Linked DNA regions of Mus musculus: region 2 is linked to region 1. Evidence: chromatin contacts called from public ChIA-PET data. All regions are on one chromosome and are shown on one strand. Each heading gives the region's core, a stretch centred on a gene start, on an enhancer-like site or on the middle of the called end of the contact. The rest is flanking DNA. Distances are from core to core; before and after follow the strand shown.

The links. ChIA-PET counts read pairs in DNA pulled down with a chosen protein or histone mark.
Region 2: a contact with region 1 is called in an RNA polymerase II ChIA-PET map of memory CD8 T cells, with 27 read pairs. The contact joins two enhancer-like sites. A contact is called at or near these places in 2 of 115 datasets of contacts at active chromatin or transcription factors (embryonic stem cells and memory CD8 T cells) and 1 of 9 other capture datasets (pancreatic islet).

Annotation. Positions count from the first base shown.
Region 1 is chr2:59,625,861-59,630,559 of GRCm38.p6, reverse strand. All of the region lies in intron 1 of Tanc1 (tetratricopeptide repeat, ankyrin repeat and coiled-coil containing 1), which reads right to left. Among named protein-coding and RNA genes, the nearest start is that of Tanc1, 16 kb to the right of the region's middle. Within about 2 kb of position 1,804, at least 108 of the 459 cell types and tissues checked have an H3K27ac peak or open chromatin away from gene starts, as enhancers often do. A contact at or near this core is called in memory CD8 T cells, where this site is marked.
Region 2 is chr2:60,017,278-60,022,031 of GRCm38.p6, reverse strand. The region is part of intron 2 of Baz2b (bromodomain adjacent to zinc finger domain, 2B); the gene reads left to right. Among named protein-coding and RNA genes, the nearest start is that of Gm13572, 17 kb to the left of the region's middle. Within about 2 kb of position 2,696, at least 140 of the 459 cell types and tissues checked have an H3K27ac peak or open chromatin away from gene starts, as enhancers often do. A contact at or near this core is called in memory CD8 T cells, where this site is marked.

The DNA of each region.
Region 1 (4,699 bases), core at 555-3,054:
GTGACAGAAACAGATAGGGCTAAGAACACAAAATGAGTATCACAGGGGTGGAGGTGAGGGTCAAGGAGCTAGGAGCTGAGAAGTCCAGTCAAGGAGACACAAAGTAGTAATGGCATTTACCCAAAGTGGGCAGAGAAGGCTCATCTCTCTCCCCAACACAAGAATCATGAACAAGAAACTAATCTGATCTGCGAGAATTAACGCAAAGCTTGCTGGCTACGAGAACCAAAGAAGCAAAAACTACTGTGAGCAGCCAGACTCTGACAAAAGACAAAAACCAAAAAAATCCAAACCCACCTTCTATTCCATGCAGCCAGAGCCACACCCAACTCAGAGATTTCCTCCCAACTCTGGAGAGTCCCAGGAGGCAGACAAGGAAAAGCAGCACACAGTCAGCACGATACCCACTGCAGGCATAGTAACAGGCCCCCAGTGTCCCAGGGCAGATATTCAAGCTCAGCCACCTCCCACCATTAACCTGAAGTCTAGGACTTCACCACACTCCATTCCGGAAACAACCTTCAGAAGTAGCCACACCCCAGGTCCCCAGAGAGCATGCTCCAGGCAGCTGTGCAACCCACTCAGGTCACTGGGACCAGGGCACTGGGTTGGAGCCTTACCACAGTCGCCTGGCTTCAAAACCTCAACTTGGCAGAGCTGCACATGACAAAGAGGGCAGGGACTGGATGGCACTAGACACACGCCAACATATACTAAGTGGTGGCTTGACTTTAACACTCAGATTTCAAACAGGTACTTTCTGTTACTTTGGGGGATGTGGAGGAGACTGAAACCGGTGACTTGTGATAGGGAACCAAATCCAGGGCCTTTTTATCATGGGAGACAAGCACTCTCCAGTCTCCCATTGAGCTTCACACCCAGACTCTGAGTTTAATCAGGAACAACCTAGGCCATTCCTGGGCAATTTAACAACCCCAGAATATCTAACATTCCTCATTCATTCTCTCTACTCACCAAGATTCCGAAACTCCTCTGACTTTTTTTTCTAAGACGTGGACTCACAGTGTAGCCCTAGCAGGCCTAAAATGTACTATGTAGACCAGGATGGCCTCAAACACACAGATCCACTTACTTCTCTGTCTCCCAAGGGCTAGAATTCAAGGCCTGTGCCACCAACATCCGGCCCTCAACCTCTTTTGTGTAAGCAAGAAAACCAGGAAGCTAATTTCCTAGAAATCTCTTTCTGGAAGTCCATTGAAAAGCCAAGGCAAAGACTAATTTCCAGGGCTTGCCACTTTTGAATGCTAATCCAAATGACTTTTAAAAAGAGCAACCTTGGCAAAATTCCATATAAATGCACACGAGATACTAAAAATAAATCATTTTCCTAGGTGATTTTTTTTTTAAACCAAAGATCAACACCATATGGTTTAATAAGCTATCAAAAGTTCCTGAAATCAAGGCTGGGAGATGGCTCAGTCAGTCAGTTAAGGCCTGGGGGAGACAGAGATGGCTCACAGAAGCTTACTGGCCTCCAGCCTAGCCAAATCCACAGGCTCCAACTTCAGTGAGACCCTGTCACAGGGCAGGATTTCTTAACAGGGTGTTTAAGGAAAAGTAAGCAAGAAAGAAGAATAAACCGTGTCCTCTTGAAGTCTAAGCTTTCTAAGAATCACAAGAGAGAAGGTATTTCTTCAAATTCCCGAATGGACAGTTTTCCAGTAACATAAGACTCACAGCCATATCACCCGCAACAAACACGGTCATACGAATGAAGGGTTCAGCCTGGCCCTAACCTGTCCTCTGCACAGCACTGCCGTCTGCCTACTTGTCACCATCCCTGCTGACTCTTCTGCCCCGCCCTGCCGTTCTCTGAGTTCCTGTCTGCTCTGTGGACTCCATGCTGCCCAGTTCATGAACTTCTGAGAAAGGCAAGTTGCATCTTGAAAACTCAGTTTGTTAAGAGTGTTCTTGGACAGCCTGTTCTAAGAAGACCCCAGTGACCTTGGGTCTGTTTCCCTTCATGAAAACGCCATGAGCTGTGTCTTTAGTGTACACTCAAGGGTACTCAGCAGCCTCAGTTCTCTTCCTGCCCTACCTGTCATCTCTCAGCTGGTCTACTTCAAAAGCCCAACAGAGCGAGCGCCCTGCCACCCATCTGTCCCCACGCCAGTCTCCTGTCCTCCATACCACCGCTGCCAAGGCTTTGGTCCAAAACACAGATCTGATTACATCATCTCCCAGCGGAAAGGCCTTTGACAGCTATCACTTGCTCTCGGGAGCAAGTCCACACTTCTTGGTCTGGCATGCAATGCCTCTGCAATCTGGCTCTCTCCTTCCATCCTACTCTACCAAATGCCAGGCACCGTCTGCTCTTGAACAACCCAAGCATGACTTGTTTGCATGCCTCCCAGCCTCTGTTCATTGTGCTCCCTTCATCCAGAACGCACACCCTCCCACCTGGCAGAACCCTACCCAGGCTGCATCTCCTCCCTCTGCTCCCTGATGCCAGCCCAGAACCAACACCTCCTCTTCCTCCGCCTCCTCTTCCTCCTTCCTCCAGATGCACTAGCTCCTGGTCACGAACGTCCCCCGAGGAGCTGTGTATGCTCTACTGTCTCAGACAGAGACATAGGCCTGTACCTCAAAAGGGCATGGTAGCCCTCAAAAACTACTTGTTGGCTACAAGAGCCAAAGACCATCTAACAAAAACCTCCACCCCAGGCATGAGAAGTCCTCTTTTGAGTTGTTGGTCAGCATTGTCCAAGAGACTCCCAAAACAGTATAGGCTACTGCTATTGGTGCTACTGCTATTGTACTGGCTGTCCCCAGGGGTGGAACATAAGTCCCTATTGTTGCAGACAACACACAGTTCAGGCCTTGAGGCTGCTGCTAAGCTGGAACTGACAGGAAAGCCTCCTCCCTCTTTTCACGGTACAAAAGGTACTGTTCTATTCAAGCTTCCAAGGCAGGGAGGCAGCCCACAGTCCTATCCAGCTATGACATATATGAAACATGTGCTGGCTAACTGTATGTCAACTTGACACAAGCTATTTTCATTGGAGAGGAGAGAGTCTCAATTGAGAAAACACCTCTAGAAGAAAATGACTCTGGCTGTAAGCAGACAAGCCTATTGGGCATTTTCTTAATTAGTGATTGGTGGAGTGGGCCCAACCCAATGTGTGTGGGGATACCCCTGGGCTGGTTGGTGGCCCTGAGTACTGTAAGAAAGAAAACGGTCAATGTAAGTCAGTAAGCAGCGCTCCTCCATGGCCAGTACATGATCTCCTGCCTCCATGTCCCTCTCCTGACTTCCTTCAGTAATGTACTGCAATGTGGCCGCAGAAGCCTAACAAACCCTTTCCTCGCCAACTTGCTTTTGGTCATGGTCTTTCATTATAGCAGTAGTAACCCTAACTAGGCAAACCACATCAACGACCGACCGGCATGACAAGGCAGCACCTTTGCGGATATGTACCTTTGAAAATGCATAAACATTCTACTTGTGAGACTGGCTGAGGCTGGAGGAAGCAATGGAGGCTGAGGAAGATGAACTATCTATATATAAATTCCACTGGCTCAGTACCCAGTCTCCATCCTCCTAGACATGACCTCTCTCTTCCTCCTGGCCTGACTTCCAGACTATGAAGCCGGTCGGTGGAAGAGGGCTTAAAACAAAAGATTCAGAAAGGAAAATATCATAGGAGAACTTTTAATAGGAGGAAAGTGTAGCAGAATTCAGGTGTCACTGGGGTTCTGAGTTCATCCTCAGAGAATGATAACTCCTGGGTACGAAGCTATCTATGTAAGTCCCCTTGGTCCTACTGAGTATTCTCCCAGAAGCTAGATCAGAAGCCAGGGACATAAGACGTGGAGATGAGCCACAGAAGAGCTGACCCCACCAGATGTCTTTTTAACAAGACACCTTGTCTCTAAGGAGGATTCCTCAGCCCACCCCCACTTTGGCAATTCTCTGGGGAAGCCTCCCTCCTGGCTGGCCAACTCCCTGTAAATAAGCATATCCACACAACTGGAGTGTGGAATGCAGAAATGCTTCATGTAAATAAAATACAATTCACTGTTCTGAACCACAGAGCAAACCACCACCAAGGTCCAAGAGGACGTTCTGGGGTTTGATGCTCTTTACTAGCAAAAAAATAAAAATAAAAAGAGGAGCTGGGCACAGAGGCACACACATTGAGCTTAGGATGCTAATCTGGGCAACATAACAAGACTCCATCTCTAAAAAAAAAAAAAAATAGAGAGGAAATGGAGTATATATGTACATTTGCAGTGCTGTGCTATATTCCATTTCCTCTCTATTTTTTATTTTTTAGTTATAAAATACCCAGCCTGATGAAGGAAGGCTCTTTACTTCACCAAGGAAAATTTTTAATGTATAAAACAGCGTATAAATCCCTGCCCGCTAAGGGATTAAATATAAGAATGTGCTGGCAAGGCTTAGGAAGGTTGCCATTCATCATAGAAAGCCACTTTATATGTGGTTGTTATTCTTCACTAACACACAAAAATTCCTTTACGTTTTCCCAGACATAAAAGCACTCAAAAGGCTAAAGAAGGGGAAAAATTTCGACGGCTTAATTAAATTAGCAAAGTCAGCAACGACGGGAACTTTGATTTATTCATCTGCGGTTACCAGAGGATGTGCACATAAATTTGCTACCATGAAGGTTTCCTTACATTTTTGTTCTTAGATTGGTCTGAGCATTTGTCAGGA
Region 2 (4,754 bases), core at 1,447-3,946, 390 kb before region 1:
TTAAACTAGGGCTGTTTTGATGAAAATGTGTGAGAAATGATGAAATACGTAATTGGGATCACTTGGTATTAACTTTTGAGTAGCTAGTTTAAATGGACATTTTATGTCAGCTAAATTTCACTTAATGGAGTTCCTTGATGGTAGTCAAATACACACATTGCAGAAGGCATGCAGCATGGTCAGGCTTGCAGCATGGTCAGGCTGCAGCTCTGTCATGGAGGAACTGCTGCTTCACGTGATTTCGGCATCGGTTCTCAGGAAAACTTGACTAAGGCAGTCCCTTCCCCAAAGCTGCCAGTCCACCCTCTGACAACCTTAAGCCTCCTAATGCGGAACAGATTTTCTCATGCACGATGTCAGCCATTGAGGTCAGGGTGCTGTTCAATAGTATTTTCAACAAGGATGTTGTTACAGTTATTAAACACTTGAAGTATTAGTGATGTAGCTTAAAATTACTGTTTTAATCTCCAGTTCAATTTATGCATGCGATTAATAAAAGCCCTACTGGATAAAGCATATTTATATATTATTTTTTGTTCTGTTTTTATGTGTTTTGTTGCTTGAGGTGTGGTCTCTGAAGCCCAGGCAGGCCTCAAATTTATGGCAGTTTTCAGCCTTAGCCTCCCAAGTGTTGAGCTCATGTGTAGGAGCCACCACGCCTAGCTGTACGCATTGATGGTCTTTTGTTTCCTGAGAGGGCGGAGTGTGGTGTTGCCTAGCCTGACCTTGAGCTGTATATTGAAAGTGACTGGAACGGTGATCCTCCTGCCTCTGTCTCGAAAGTGCTGAGGTTATCAGCCGCCACACCTGGTTTATATCTTGACCAGATCCAATCCAGAACTCAGTGTATACAAGGTAAGTATTCTACCAGCCAAGCCACACCTCCACCATTATGTGTTATTTTGGGCACACTGATTTGTGTTATTAAAAATATTTGCTGTCCTGTTGAGTTCCATCCTTAAATATTGCAGTTAATTGTAACAAAGGGATGTGCTTTTAAGTAGAGTTGAAGGCATAGCCACAGAGAGAATTATTTCAAATAATTTCTGGATGTTATAGTGTGATTTTTTTTTTTTTTAACATCCTAAAAGAATATATTCTGGGCTGGAGAGATGGCTCAGTGGTTAAGAGCGCTGACTGCTCTTCCAGAGGTCCTGAGTTCAATTCCCAGCAACCACATGGTGTTTTATAACCATCTGTAATGGGATGCAATGCCCTCTTCTGGTGTGTCTGAAGGGACCAACAGTGTACTCACATTCATATATATTCTGAGGGTCAAAAGCACTGTGTTTACTGTGTTAATGTAGCTGTACTTATTCTGAAGCTGTTGGTTGCTGATTGTAAGATTAACAGGTGGTAATGGATTGACTTCTAAAAAGTATCAAGAACTGTGTGTGTGTGTGTGTGTGTGTGTGTGTGTGTGTGTGTGTGTCTGAACTGAGATTTTTGGCAAATTAAAAATAAGGACTGTAGTTATAAAAATAAAAGTTTGTTTTGTGAGTTTGAACTGAAAGTGTTGGTGTGGTGTTATTAAAAATGCTATAGTTACTTTTATTTACTCATTTTCCTTGTACAACGTGTGGCCATTCTAGCATAGACTTGAGAGAATACCAATTCCCCTGTCAGGATTTTACATCTTAATAATAACAGCAGCAGCAGATGTTACAGTAGATCTTGGCTACTTTTTTTTTTTTGCTATAATAAATTACCTTGACTAGAGTCACTTAAGAGAGAAAAGAGGGGCTGGAGAAATGGCTCAGCAGTTAAGAGCACAGACTGCTCTTCCAGAGGTCCTGAGTTCAATTCCCAGCAACCACATGGTGGCCCCCAATCATCTGTAATGGGATCTGATGCCCTCTTCTGGTGTGTCTGAAAACAGCTACAGTGTACTCATATAAATACAATACATAAATCTTAGAAGAAGAGAGAGAAAGGAGAAGGATCCATGGTGTGTGGGGAACCTAGGGGGAGGAGCTTGAAGCAGTGTGCTTGTAGTCAAGAAACAGAAAATAGCTCACTTCCTCTTTTCTACTCAAGTACAATATTAGTTTAAGATGCATAAATAAGAGTACACACACCTAAGATGTTCCCAAGAATATAAGACATGTACTGGCTACTTTTTGTGTCACCTTGACATAAACTAGAGACATCTGCAAGGAGGGAGCCTCAGTTGGAGGACAGTTGCCTCCGATAGATTGGCCTTCAGTTGAGAAAATGCGCCTACTAGAGTGCCTTGTGGGTAAGATTGTGCGAGTTCTGCCCCTTTGTTTTTTGTTTTGTTTTATTTGATTAATGGTTGATGTGTGTGGACCCATTCCACTTGGGGCTGTGCTACCCCTGGTCAGGTGGTCTTGTGTGGTCTAAGAAGCAGGCTGAGCAGTTCAGGGGGTGAATGCTAGAAGAAAGCAGTCCTCCAAGGCCTCTGCTTCAGTTCCTGCCTTGAGTTCCTGTTCTGACTCCCCTCAATGATAGACTGTGATCTAGATTTGTAAGGCAAAATAAACCCTTGACTCCCTGAGTTAGGTTTAGTCAGGATGTTCTATAGCATTACAAACCCAGCTCTACTCATATAAGGGTCCAGATTGTTAGACATATTTATCCAAGTTCATGATTGTAGTCAGATAAAACATGCCCAGTGCAGTGACGGTTGGGGAACTGACTTCTTCCTGTTTTCTGTTGTCACTGTACCGAGGATGTGGGCACAGAGACCTTCCTCTTGGGTAGTCAGATAAACGCTGAGTTTTGAGGGACAGTGAAGAATCTGACGTGTGGGTGTAAGGCAGGGGAGGGAACACAGGCCAATGCAATAGGGCTTAAGGTAAGGTTTTGGGAATGGAGTGAATGAGCTGGTAGGTGACTCCAGCTGTGGTCGTAGTCTGCTTGGAGAATACGCAGTTTTGAGAAGCTGAGGGCATAACTTAGTGAGTTCAGCGTGCACTTGGCCCTGGGCTCAGTGCCCTGCAGTGTGGAAAGGAAAATCACAAGAGCCCCAGCCCAAGAAGCTTGTGGTTCTTTCGTGACTATGGGGAGGAGTAAGGTTGTACCATCACAACGAGTCTGTACCAAAGATGAGGAGAAGAGGGGTGTGAGATGACCAGTCAGGCAAGAACAAAACTGGAGAGAGTGACGTGATACTGACAGCACCAGATGGCTGCAGTAGATGGAGAGAATTTGATTCATTTTGGTAAGGTTTGGTTGTGCTTAGATCAGACGCATCCACATTAGTAAACTTTAGTGTGTGAACGGATTCTGCCGCTATTTTTCGACTACTGTGGTATAAACTTTCCTGCGAAATAGTCTGCTTACCCTAAGGCTTAAACTAGAAAGTGTGACAAGGGAGAGATTTGACTACCTTACAGGTCTCATTTTAAAGTTTTATCTGTTTTGATTCACTCTTTTCAGCTATGGAGCTTAGCAATAAGTAAATGTGTAATATTCACAAAAAGAACTAAGAAAAAGGGTTTTTGCTCCATATTAATCCCTAGTATTTATGAAACTTCGGGAAAAGTTAAGAATCATACTCTGCCCTAAAAAGCAAAACAAGGAAAAACCAGTAGTTTAATTGAAGCTCTTACCTTACTGTCTAGGAAAAAGCAAAACAAAACAAAACAGATTATTTTTCTGGTTCTCTCCCCAAAGTAGTAGCTTTTCCTGAATGGTGAAGCTTGAATCCATTTGATGAAAGGTGTACATTTCATTGAAAATTCCTTATTTCTGTCTAGAGTTCAGCTTTTCTATGAATTTATTCAGCCTCAAGTTTTCTCGGGTTCTTGTATCATCAGGTTTATGTGTTTAGCGAAAAATGTAAATTCTGCAGCCATTCTGTCTATACCTTAAGATATCAGCTCTGTGTCCTCCAACCTCTCCATCCAAGACGATTACTGAGAAAGTTGGAACCTGCTATTCACCCATATGCCCTCAAGTCTTTGCTGATAAATGTGTATTCTCATTTTTTACTGATGTCTCTTCAAGTTTCTTAATACTATTGAATAATTCACTGAGTCTCTCTCTCTCTCTCTCTCTGTATGTGTGAGCGCGCACACACAAGTTCCATGTGTACGCATATGTGTTTGTGTTTCTTACCTATGCCATTTTTAATTTGTTCTGGATAACTTATGTGAGAATCAAGAATTACGAATGTATGGTAGGGCCTTGAGGTGGTGGTCTGAGCCTTTAATCCCAGAGGAGGCACTGGGATTACAGGATAGCCAGGGTTATGCAGAGGAACCCTGCCCAGAAAAACAAACAAACACACAAACAAACAAACAGATGCTGTGGTAGGCCAAGACGTCCATTCATTACTAGAGGAAAGTTTAAACGTAAGCCGGGAGGAAATTGTCTCGGCACTCTGCTGTTGATTATTAAACAATGATAGTGCCGGCCAACAACATGAATGAGCTGCTTTTCAAAATACATCTGGTCCTTTAGTGGGAAATTGTTAAATGTCCTTGTCATTTTGTGATTCTCTTTGTTAACGGGGATTGAGAAGAAAGCTCTAGAGCTGATGATCATTTATGTACTTTTGCACTATTCTGAGCGACTGTCCCCACCAAGTGCTACCCACTGGCCAACCAGGAGGCACTGTTGGATGTGTGGTTGAGCTGTCCTGTTAAAGTCCCTTTAAGAACACATTTTATCTGGTCATCATCACATTTTCCTGTGCTACATTAAAAAACAATCAAATAAAAACATTACATTTCTCCCTTAAGATATAGAAAGTTATCGCCTGTAATGCACAAGCAATATTTTTAATA